Linked DNA regions of Mus musculus: region 2 is linked to region 1. Evidence: chromatin contacts called from public promoter capture Hi-C data. All regions are on one chromosome and are shown on one strand. The core of a region is the stretch at or near the end of the contact, and the rest is flanking DNA. Distances in the headings are between cores, read along the strand shown. Region 1 holds the start of Zfp788 (zinc finger protein 788). Region 2 holds the start of Zfp977 (zinc finger protein 977).

Evidence for each region. Promoter capture Hi-C pulls out the DNA fragments that hold promoters and counts their contacts.
Region 2: a promoter capture Hi-C map of embryonic stem cells shows a contact between it and region 1, with 3 times the contacts expected there. The contact joins the promoter of Zfp977 here to the promoter of Zfp788 in region 1. A contact is called at or near these places in 1 of 39 promoter capture datasets (embryonic stem cells) and 4 of 115 datasets of contacts at active chromatin or transcription factors (embryonic stem cells and stem cell-derived neural progenitor cells).

Annotation. Positions count from the first base shown.
Region 1 is chr7:41,630,905-41,635,653 of GRCm38.p6, forward strand. It overlaps Zfp788 (zinc finger protein 788), which reads left to right and starts at 2,627. Exons shown (of 6, transcript NM_023363.3): 1 at 2,627-2,790; 2 at 3,776-3,806. Gm51480 (a long non-coding RNA gene) reads right to left here and starts at 2,109. Exons shown (of 3, transcript XR_003946761.1): 1 at 2,021-2,109.
Region 2 is chr7:42,590,042-42,594,790 of GRCm38.p6, forward strand. Zfp977 (zinc finger protein 977) reads right to left here and starts at 2,504. Exons shown (of 4, transcript NM_001362112.1): 1 at 2,396-2,504. The coding sequence starts at 2,398.

The DNA of each region.
Region 1 (4,749 bases), core at 1,377-3,876:
TTGTTTCTTAATCCAATCATGTGACATGTTTCATTTGATTTGAAAATTGAAGCTATTATTACTTTAAGTTATTCTTGAAAGGTCTGTGACCATTTAAAAAATGATGTTTTATTCTTGATTTTGATGCTCTTGTTTGATGTTCTTTGTACTTTGTGTTTGAGTAGTTATAGCTGACATTGTTTCCTTTCTTCAGTCTCTTGGCTATCCTTCTCTTAGTTTTATTATTATTATTATTATTATTATTATTTTGGATTTTTGAGACAGGGTTTTTCTGTCTTCTGAACTTTTGAAGTCTTAATATAGTGAGGGGAAGAAATCTGAAGCGTTTTGTACCTGAAATAATTTTCCTATCACCATCTAAGTTTTTGTTTGTTTGTTTGTTTGCTTGTTTTCGAGACAGGGTTTCTGTGCAGCCCTGGCTGTCCTGGAACTCACTTTGTAGACCAGGCTGGCCTCGAACTCAGAAATCCGCCTGCCTCTGCTTCCCAAGTACTGGGACTAAAGGCGTGCACCACCACTGCCAGGCTCTAAGGTTTTGTTTTTGTTTTTTTATGTCCTCCAACTTTTATATCTTTGAATTATTGACCTCAAGGCACTGTCTACCCTCAAATGTTTTCTTGGATCCTCATAAGTTAAGCTTATACCCTCAGACCTTTCATAAAGCTACATCTTTCTATACAGCTATTGACCATGAGACATAGGTGGTTGATCACTGGGGAACAGTCACTGAAAACCGAGTTTTTTAGATAAGGGAGTAGCAGAAGGTTACATCTTGGAAAGATTACATCTGGAACTTGTATATCTTCTATCATGAAGCCTGTGAGCAAGGCAACCAGTCTGCCTTTTTGTTAAGCGATCTGGTAGTCTTAACTATCTAATGAATTGACTAAAGAGCTAATACAGTAGTGGATTACCTTGGGGTAAGGGGCTGGTCGCCCTATCTAGCTGTTAAGCTGCAGTTAGCTTAGCTGTCAATGTAGTCAGAGATCTGAGAAGAATAAATTATAATCTAGATGTCATATATTAATTTTAATGTGTTTTATAAAATGGAGCCAGTGGTACCAAAGGGAGCGCCTGCCTGCCTAGGCCCATGCCAAAGAGTTCCCTCTGAGAAATCAGCTATAGGATGAACTTAGTATGAAAGGGAGTTTATTTGGAACCTGGGGAAGTCGGTAGAGGCAGAGAAGACGGGGACAGAGAAGAACAGAAGAAAAGAGAAAGAGGGGAAGAGGCTGGCTGGGGACATTAGAGGGAGGGAGGGAGGGAGGGAGGGAGGGAGGGAGGGAGAGAGAGAGAGAGAGAGAGAGAGAGAGAGAGAGAGAGAGAGAGAGAGAGAGAGAGAGAGAGCGCGAGCTTTTTTATCAAGCCAGGCTCTTACCTGGCTGTTGCTAGGTAACTGGTGGGCGGATCATCAAGGAAGTGACCATTACTGATGAATGTTTGCACCCACAAACATAGACAAAAATCTTTGAATTTGTCCCAGCATTACAATAATAAAAAAGGTGTACTAACACTTGGGAAAGAACAGAGTAACAAAACAGTATAATCAGAAACTTAAACACAAAGAAACTAGCTGCCTTATGGTCCAACTCTAAAACTCCACCTATTCCAGTCAGAGTAGTTGCCCATGCCTTCATTCAACAATCAGAACGCGTAGACAGACAGATCTATTGAGTTCTAGGCCAGCTTGGTCTACATGCCAAGTTCTAGCTAGTGAAAGTTACTTAATGAGACTCGGTCTTTTTTTTTTTTTTTTTTTTTTTTTTTAATACGCAATAAGAACCGCTAAAATCATCACTGCTGCAGGGCCCGCACAGCATCAGAGTCCTCAATGGAAGCTTCTGGCCCGTCCAGACAGATCTGCCCAGGGGCCACTAGGAGGGGTCAATCTCAGGTTTCTGAAAACTACTGGACGCTGGCTGTCCCACTGTCACCCGCCCCTATCCCGGGAAAGATGACCACAGCCAACTCGGTCGTTTGCCCTACTCCATCAGGGATCAGTAAGCTGCTACTCGCTTACATAAGCTTCACCACGGCGGGGTTCTGCGCTGTCCTCATGGCTCCGCACAGCGGGCCCACAGTGCACTGCACTCCTGTCCATTGCGTACCTCTCCCTCAGAGGCAAAGCAGAACACTGAGCACCGCCTGCAGGGAAGACCCGCCTCCTATCCGTGCTTTCTGAGGGAACTGCATGTCCCGATGCTTTGATTGGCTAAAGAGGCGTGAGTGACAGACGTTCCCTTTGATGGAAAGGAGAGCTAAAGGCGTAGGGAGAGCCACACTCCTTCCCAGTTGTGTGTTCGCTAAAGGGTGCAGACCTGTTCCAGATCCAGGGAGATTTGCATTTAAGCAGAATTGTGTAGTGGGCAGTGCACATGAGCGACCCTGTGCTCTGAAGCAAGGAGTGCCAACTAAGTGCAAGAAGACAGCCGAGCCAGTTCTGGGAGGAAGAAACAGGTTCTGTGTAAATGTAGATCTCACTGGAGCTCATTCAGGTCCGCACATAGGGCCGAAGGCAGGGCTGGGAGTGACTAGCAGTACTGGTCCCTTCAGTCATGTGCAGCTTAAGGATGCTATCACTCAAACATTGCTAGCCAATCAGAGCTTCCAAGTAGGCAGTCCAATCGAGTGCCAGCGGGAGGCGGGATTTCTTGGCCGCCATGCCACCTTCCAAGCTCTAAGACTGAGGTAGTCGCGTTGGAGACGTTGCTCTGTACGAAGTGCACCGCTGTGACAAATTATGAGGCAAATTATGTGAAGAGAGCGGGTGAGCCTGCAAGCCGCGCTATGGTGAGCAAGGGACCCTTGTCCCCAGATGGGGTGGATCCGATGTGGTGCATCCTCACCGGGGTTGGGGCGGGCCTTTTGGTACTGGCATCAGGATTCCCCCTCCCCGTGGGTTTAGAGTTACTCCCCACCCCCACGCCCTTGCGGGCCTTGGGGGGGGGGGGGGACGACTTGATGAGCTCTGTCCAGCAAGAGGAGTGCCTCGATGTTGGTGACGTCAGTTCCCTGTATGTGAGCACTGGTAGTGTTGTTGGCGTTTCACCACACTGCTAACCTTAAGACCCTCTAGGTTTTCTGTGTTATGTTCTTGATGTTCTGAATGCATGGTGCAGGCTGTATTTAGATTTAGGTTCCCCCCCCCCGGGGTGGGTGGGTGGGAGGGTATAGGGGGGCTTTCGGGATAGCATTTAAAATGTAAATGGAGAAAATATCTAATAAAAAAAAAGGAAAAAAAAAAGAAAAAACGTATTCATTTTTTTTTCCTTTTACAATCTTTTGGGAGAGCACTCCCCATGTTTTAAATCCATATTTATTTATTGCGGGCTGGCAAGTGTGCCAGTGTGCCTGTGGAAGTCAGAGGATAGTTCCTGAGAATAGGTTTCCCACTGTGCTGGCCCCAGGGTTTGAATTCAGGGCAGCAGGCTTGGAGATAGTTACCTTTACTGGGCCTTTCCAGGCCCTCTCCTATTTTAACTTTTTTGAAGGTTTATTTTTATTTTATGTGTATGAGTATGTGCTTGCATGTGTGTATATACCAAATGCATGTGCAGGCCAGAACTGGATTTGGATCTCCAAGAACAGTTTTAGATGCTTTTCAGATGCCACGTGTGTGCTAGAAATTAAACTTGGGTTCTCTTTAAGAGCAACGAGTGGTTTAAACCACTAAGCCGTCTCTTCAGAACCCTAATTATTAGTTTAAGGATTATTTATGTTTTGTATATGTATGTGTCTCTCAGTATAAATGCTACATGTGTGTGATTCCCCACAGAGGCCTGAAGAGGATGTCGGAGGCCTTGAAGGTAATGAATGTTAAATGCTGTCATCAGCCACTGAAGTGAGTGCTGGGAACCAAACTCAGGTTTTCCAAAATAGCACACTCAACTGCTGAGTCATCTCTCCAGCCCTCCGTGTACTTCAGGGGACACTGAGAGACAAGTGTAAAGGTCTCTGGAGAGAGGTGTCCTTCATATCCTCGTCTGTCTGAATCCGTAAGCCCTAGTACTGAGCTTTTCTGTCCTACACAGTTTTCTCTAGGTGGGGCTGAATGGAACTACAGGAAAGTCTGAGATCCTAGCTTGAGTCCCCAAAACCCTCTGTGGCAGTTCCTCTTAACTTCTCTAATGCCAGCCTTTAATACAGTTCCTCATGTTCTTGTGACTCACGACCATAAAATTATTTTTTCATTAATTCATTAATTCATTCATTAAATTTACATTCTGATCAAAACCTCCCTCCCCCTCTCCACCCAATTCCATCTTTACAAATCCCTCCCCACGTTGCCTCCTCTCTTCCTGGGGCATCCAGTCCCAGCAGAACTAAGCACGTCCTTTCCCACTGAGGCCCAACCAGGCAGTTCAGTTAGGGGAAGGAGATCCAGGGGCAGGCAACTAAGTAAAAGACAGCCCCCACTCTAACTGCTAGGGAACTCAGATCAAGACCAAGCTGCTCATCTGCTCCAAATGTGTAGGGGATATAGGTCCAGCCCCTACATGCTTTTTGGTTGGTGGTTCAGTCTCTGTGGGCCCCCATGGTCCCAGGTCTGTTGGTTCTGTAGGTCTTCTTGTGTTATCCTTGATCCTTCTTTCTTGCTCAATCCTATCCCCTACTCTTCCAAGCTCCTCCTGATGTTTGGCTATGGGTGTCTGCATCTGTTTAAATCTGCATGTGACTCCTGTCTACAAGCATAGCTGAGCATTCACTAATAGTGTCAGGGTTGTGTCCCATTTGGGTTGGGTCTCAAGT
Region 2 (4,749 bases), core at 1,254-3,753, 960 kb after region 1:
TTATAAAGAACTCAAGAAGTTAGATGCCAAAAAAAACAACCTGATTAAAAATGGGATACAGAGCTAATCAGAATTCTCAACAGAGGAAGTTCCAATGACCTAGTATCAATTCAATAAATGTTCAACATTGTTGCTAATCAGGTAAATGCAAAGAAAAACAACCCTGAGATTCCACTTTACATGCATCAGAATGTCTAAAATTGAAAACTCAAGGAACAGCACATGCTGGCAAGGACACTGAGAAAGGCAAACACGCCTCCATCTCTTGTAGGGTTGTAAACGTGTACAACCACTCTGGGACTCAAGCTGGTGGTTTGTCAGAAAACTGAGTCTAGTTATATCTCAAGACCCAGTTATACCACTCCTGGGTATATACCCAGAAGATGTTCCACATTTCGCAAGGAAACATGTTCCACTATGTTCATATCAACTTTATTTATAATAGCAAGGAACTGGAAGCAAAATGTTCACTTCAAAACTCTATTGTGGTAAGGCCCTTTAAGGTAGGGATTTAAAAAGTTTGATGAAAAGCCGGGCGTGGTTGCACACACCTTTAGTCCCAGAACTCGGGAGGCAGAGGCAGGCAGATTTCTGAGTTCAAGGCCAGCCTGGTGTACAAAGTGAGTTCCAGGACAGGCAGGGTTATACAGAGAAACCCTGTCTCAAAAATCAAAAAAAAAAAAAAAAAAAAAAAAAAAAAAAAGAAAAGAAAAGAAAAGAAAAGAAAAGAAAAAGAAAAAAAAAGTTTGAGGAAGAGGACAGCAAAGGCATTGATTGCCTGGGGAGCAACAGACTGGGATCAAGGCCACCTGAGTCAATAAAGCACGTCACAGAATCCTTTTCCTAAAAGGCTGAAGATGCAGCAGTTCTAGAGTCCATATGCCTTCCCAGGGAGAAATCACTACACACAATGAGAACATTAATTAAGAAATAGCTCTTTGGACTGGAGAGATGGCTCAGTGGGTAAGAGCACTTACTGCTCTTCCGGAGGTTCTGAGTTCAAATCCAACAACCACATGGTGGTTCACAACCATGAATAATGAGATCTGACGCCCTCTTCTGGAGTGTCTGCAGACAGCTACAGTGTACTTACATATAAAAAAATAAATAAATGTTTTTTTAAAAAAGAAAGAAAGAAATATCTCTTTAACAATAGCATGAGTCGCCCTGCGTGGTGACACACACCTTTAATCCCAGCACTTCGGAGGCAGAGGCAGATGGATTTCTGAGTTCGAGGCCAGCCTGGTGTACAGAGTGAGTTTTAGTACACCCATGTCTACACAGAGAAACCCTGTCTCAAAAAACAAAAATAAAAACAAACAAAGAAAAAAAAAACCAAAAACCAGAAAAAACCACCAAACACTAGCATGTGTCAAGCACTGGTTAATGCTCAAAGAGGAGCCAGCCTAGAACAGACCTTGCATTCCACAGCTGCCATTATCCTTAGTCTCTTTTGCATTCAGCCTCCAGGTTACACTTTGAACAATTGAGACAGGGACAGAGGACTGCAAGTCTAGCCACTTAGGCAGAGGGGAGGTTTGCACAGCAAAGATACCCCAGAAGTACTTCTTAAGTACATCAGAGACCTGAAACAGTGACACAGTCCTAAGTGGAAGATCCCAAAGGCTGAAAAGGAGAAGAGAGGCAGAAGGTACAGAGTACAAAAGGTGGGATGGGAAGGTCCCGCACAAGCAATACCTTATGCCAGGTCAGCTTCTTAAGAAGAATACCGTCTTTTATACTCCTTCCTGCGGTGTATAAAGTCAGCAGACACTGTTACATGATGGGATAAACTCGGAGGAGTCTAAAACAGTGCTGGGCAGCTTAATATTGGACAGGAGGTGATGTTTACAACTTTCTCATATTAACTCCAAATATATCTTGCATCACAATCTTAAAAGAAAGTGTAAAAATTGTATGAGATTAAAAAAAAAAGTTTTGTGTGTGTGTGTGTGTGTGTGTTTAAAGCCAGGCAGTGGTGGCGCACGCCTTTAATCCTAGCACTTGGGAGGCAGAGGCAGGCGGATTTCTGAGTTTGAGGCTAGCCAAACTGAGTGATTTCCAGGAGAGCCAGGGCAATACAGAGAAACACTGTCTTGAAAAACCAACCAACCAAACAAACAAAATTGTAGAAGATACTGGAGAAACTAGGCATTTCTGTGTTTGCCATCTTGCCAAGAAGGTTTCAACGCACAAGCTCATGCTTAAATATTCGCACAGATGAAGCCCCAGAGCAGAATTATTCAGAGCAGCCAAGACCACAAACAACCTCACATGTGGCCCTGTGTAGCTGAGGTGCGCAGCTAGCACCCAGTCCCAGGGAGGCCTCACCATACTCGCTCCAGTTGTTCAATCGCCTGCCCCTTCCCATTGGAAGCAGCTGCCATATACTCACCATGTCGCGAGGTCAGAGCTCGCCTGAATTCCCCTCACAGCACCCAGCAGTAGCACACAGAGCAGGACAAACAAACCACACCAGCCTCCTCAGCTACAGCATTGAACCAGCAACATGGCGCCCGGAAGCACCCGCCTCCAATTCTGACTGGCAGGTCAGACTTGAGGCCTTGATTGGCCAGCGAGTCTGGAGTGACATAAGCACCTCCCTTAAGGTTAGTGTGTGATGAAGGGACACAGCTTAGTGATTCCGGGCCCATGTTGCTGTTCCAGGACCGACCTTTTTCCAGATAAGTAGGGTGAGAGTGCACTGATGGGATAAGGCAAAGTGGTTGTGCTAGGACCCCAGGGGCCCAAATGTTGAGAACGCGACCCCCAGAGACGCAGGTTGACAATAGATCTCTGCAATGGCAAGAGGTTTTTATTCAGATTCACATAGCATTGCTCAGCCTCTCAGGGAGAGTCAACCCAGATTGCTTACAGTACAGTTTTGTTGGTGGGTTTTTTTTCTCTCTCTCTTTCTCTTTTTTTAGTGGGGAAGGGTTACACAACTATGATTGTTGGCTACCAAAGTAACAGTTATGTTCATTACTTTTGGTGATCAGCTAGCGATGTCAGAAACTTTGTCAGCAAGGTCGGTTTATCTTAGAATTCAAACTGAGGCCAGGGTCCCAGGGACCGTTTTTATTGTTATGGCTAATTTTTGAGAACAGCTAGTCTTGCTATGGCAGTTGTGGACATTTTGACCATTAGTCAGTCCCCTCAGATGGGGAAGGGGCCAGGCAGTCTTGAGCTTCTTTACATTGGCAGGGAAAGGCTTGTTTATATCAGCAGGGAAAGGGCAAGGAGCAGGGGGAAGGGAAAGGCTTCTGCAAACTGAGAATTCCTCAAGCAGCAGGGGGGAGGGAAAGTCTTGCTTCTGGCTTCCAGCACTTCCCCTTCTCCCTCCTGTAATCAAGGAAGATAGCTTGCAGGGCCCATTATTTAACTTGCAGTGAAATGAACAATCCAGCCCATAGGAAAAGGGCGCCCAGAATATTAACAATTCAGGAGATTTTTAGGAAACACTAAGATTTTTGTTCTGTGGTGTCATGGTCGGGTCAGGTAAACTGCAGCTATGTTTCACCTGGTAGGCATCAGAATTTACACAGCCCCAGGAGAAAAGCAAGAAACCGAAGACAAACTCTACATAACACTATTGCTAGCCAGCACATCTTCCTTAGTGGGAAGAGGAAAAAACCCACAGCTATATTAATAAAGGTATCCTAATGGACAAAACTGATAGAATGGATCTCTCTGTATATGTAGAAAGTGGATTTATTGGCATGGTTTGTAAGCTGTGGTCCAACCAGCCCAACAATGGCTGTCTGCAAATGGACAGATGAAGAATATAGTAGTGGTTCAGTCCATGTGGCTGGATGACACTGCTGGTATTCAGTCTACATCACAATGAGGAAGAAGTAGGCCAGTTTTCAAAAACTGAGTTTGCTAGTCAGAGGTAAAACATGAAGACAAGGAGAAAGAACTACCACCTTCAATGACCTTTACAATGTAGTCTGCCACTAGAAGCTGTGGCCTAGATTAAAGATATCTCTTATCACTTCAAATGATCCAGATTTAAAAGAGGGTTTACAACTTAAAAAGATATAATTATCAAAAATTCTTCACAGTACTTGAAATGTCGCCATTTTAGTTAATTCCATGTATTTGACGACCAAGAATAACCATCACAAGAGGCAAGACAGAAGAGCTAAGACAGATTTCATTCCATTTGCAGGCAAGGAGAACCTGGGAGTCATTTCCAAAGCAATGCTTTTTGTTTAATTTTAAAATTTATTTACTTTTATTCATTAATTGTTTTTTACAGTCCATACTTCATCCTCCTCCCTATCTGCCCCATGACCGTTCCTTATACCATACCTCCTATCCCTACCTCTATCTCCAAGAGGATGTCCCCACCCCACCATCAAGCCCCACCAGGCATCCCCACTCTCTGGGGCCTAAAGGCTTTTCATGGTAAGGTGCATCTTCTCTCACTAAGGCCCCAACCATGCAGTCCTCGGCTTTATATGTCAAGGGCTTCATAACAGCTGCCTGGTTATATGCTGCCTGCTTGGTGGCTCAGTGTCTTGAGAGATCTCAGCTTTCAGGTCACTTGAGACTGCTGGTCTTTCCCTGGGGCCACCCTCCTCCTCAGATTTTTCCAGCTTTCCCCAAATTCAACCATGGGGGTCCCGGGCTTCTGTCTATTGGCTGGGTGCTAGTATGTGCATCTGATTCTTTCAGATGCTTGTTAGGCTTCTCAGAGGTCAACCATGCTAGGTTCCTGTCTGCAAGCACATCACAGCACCATTA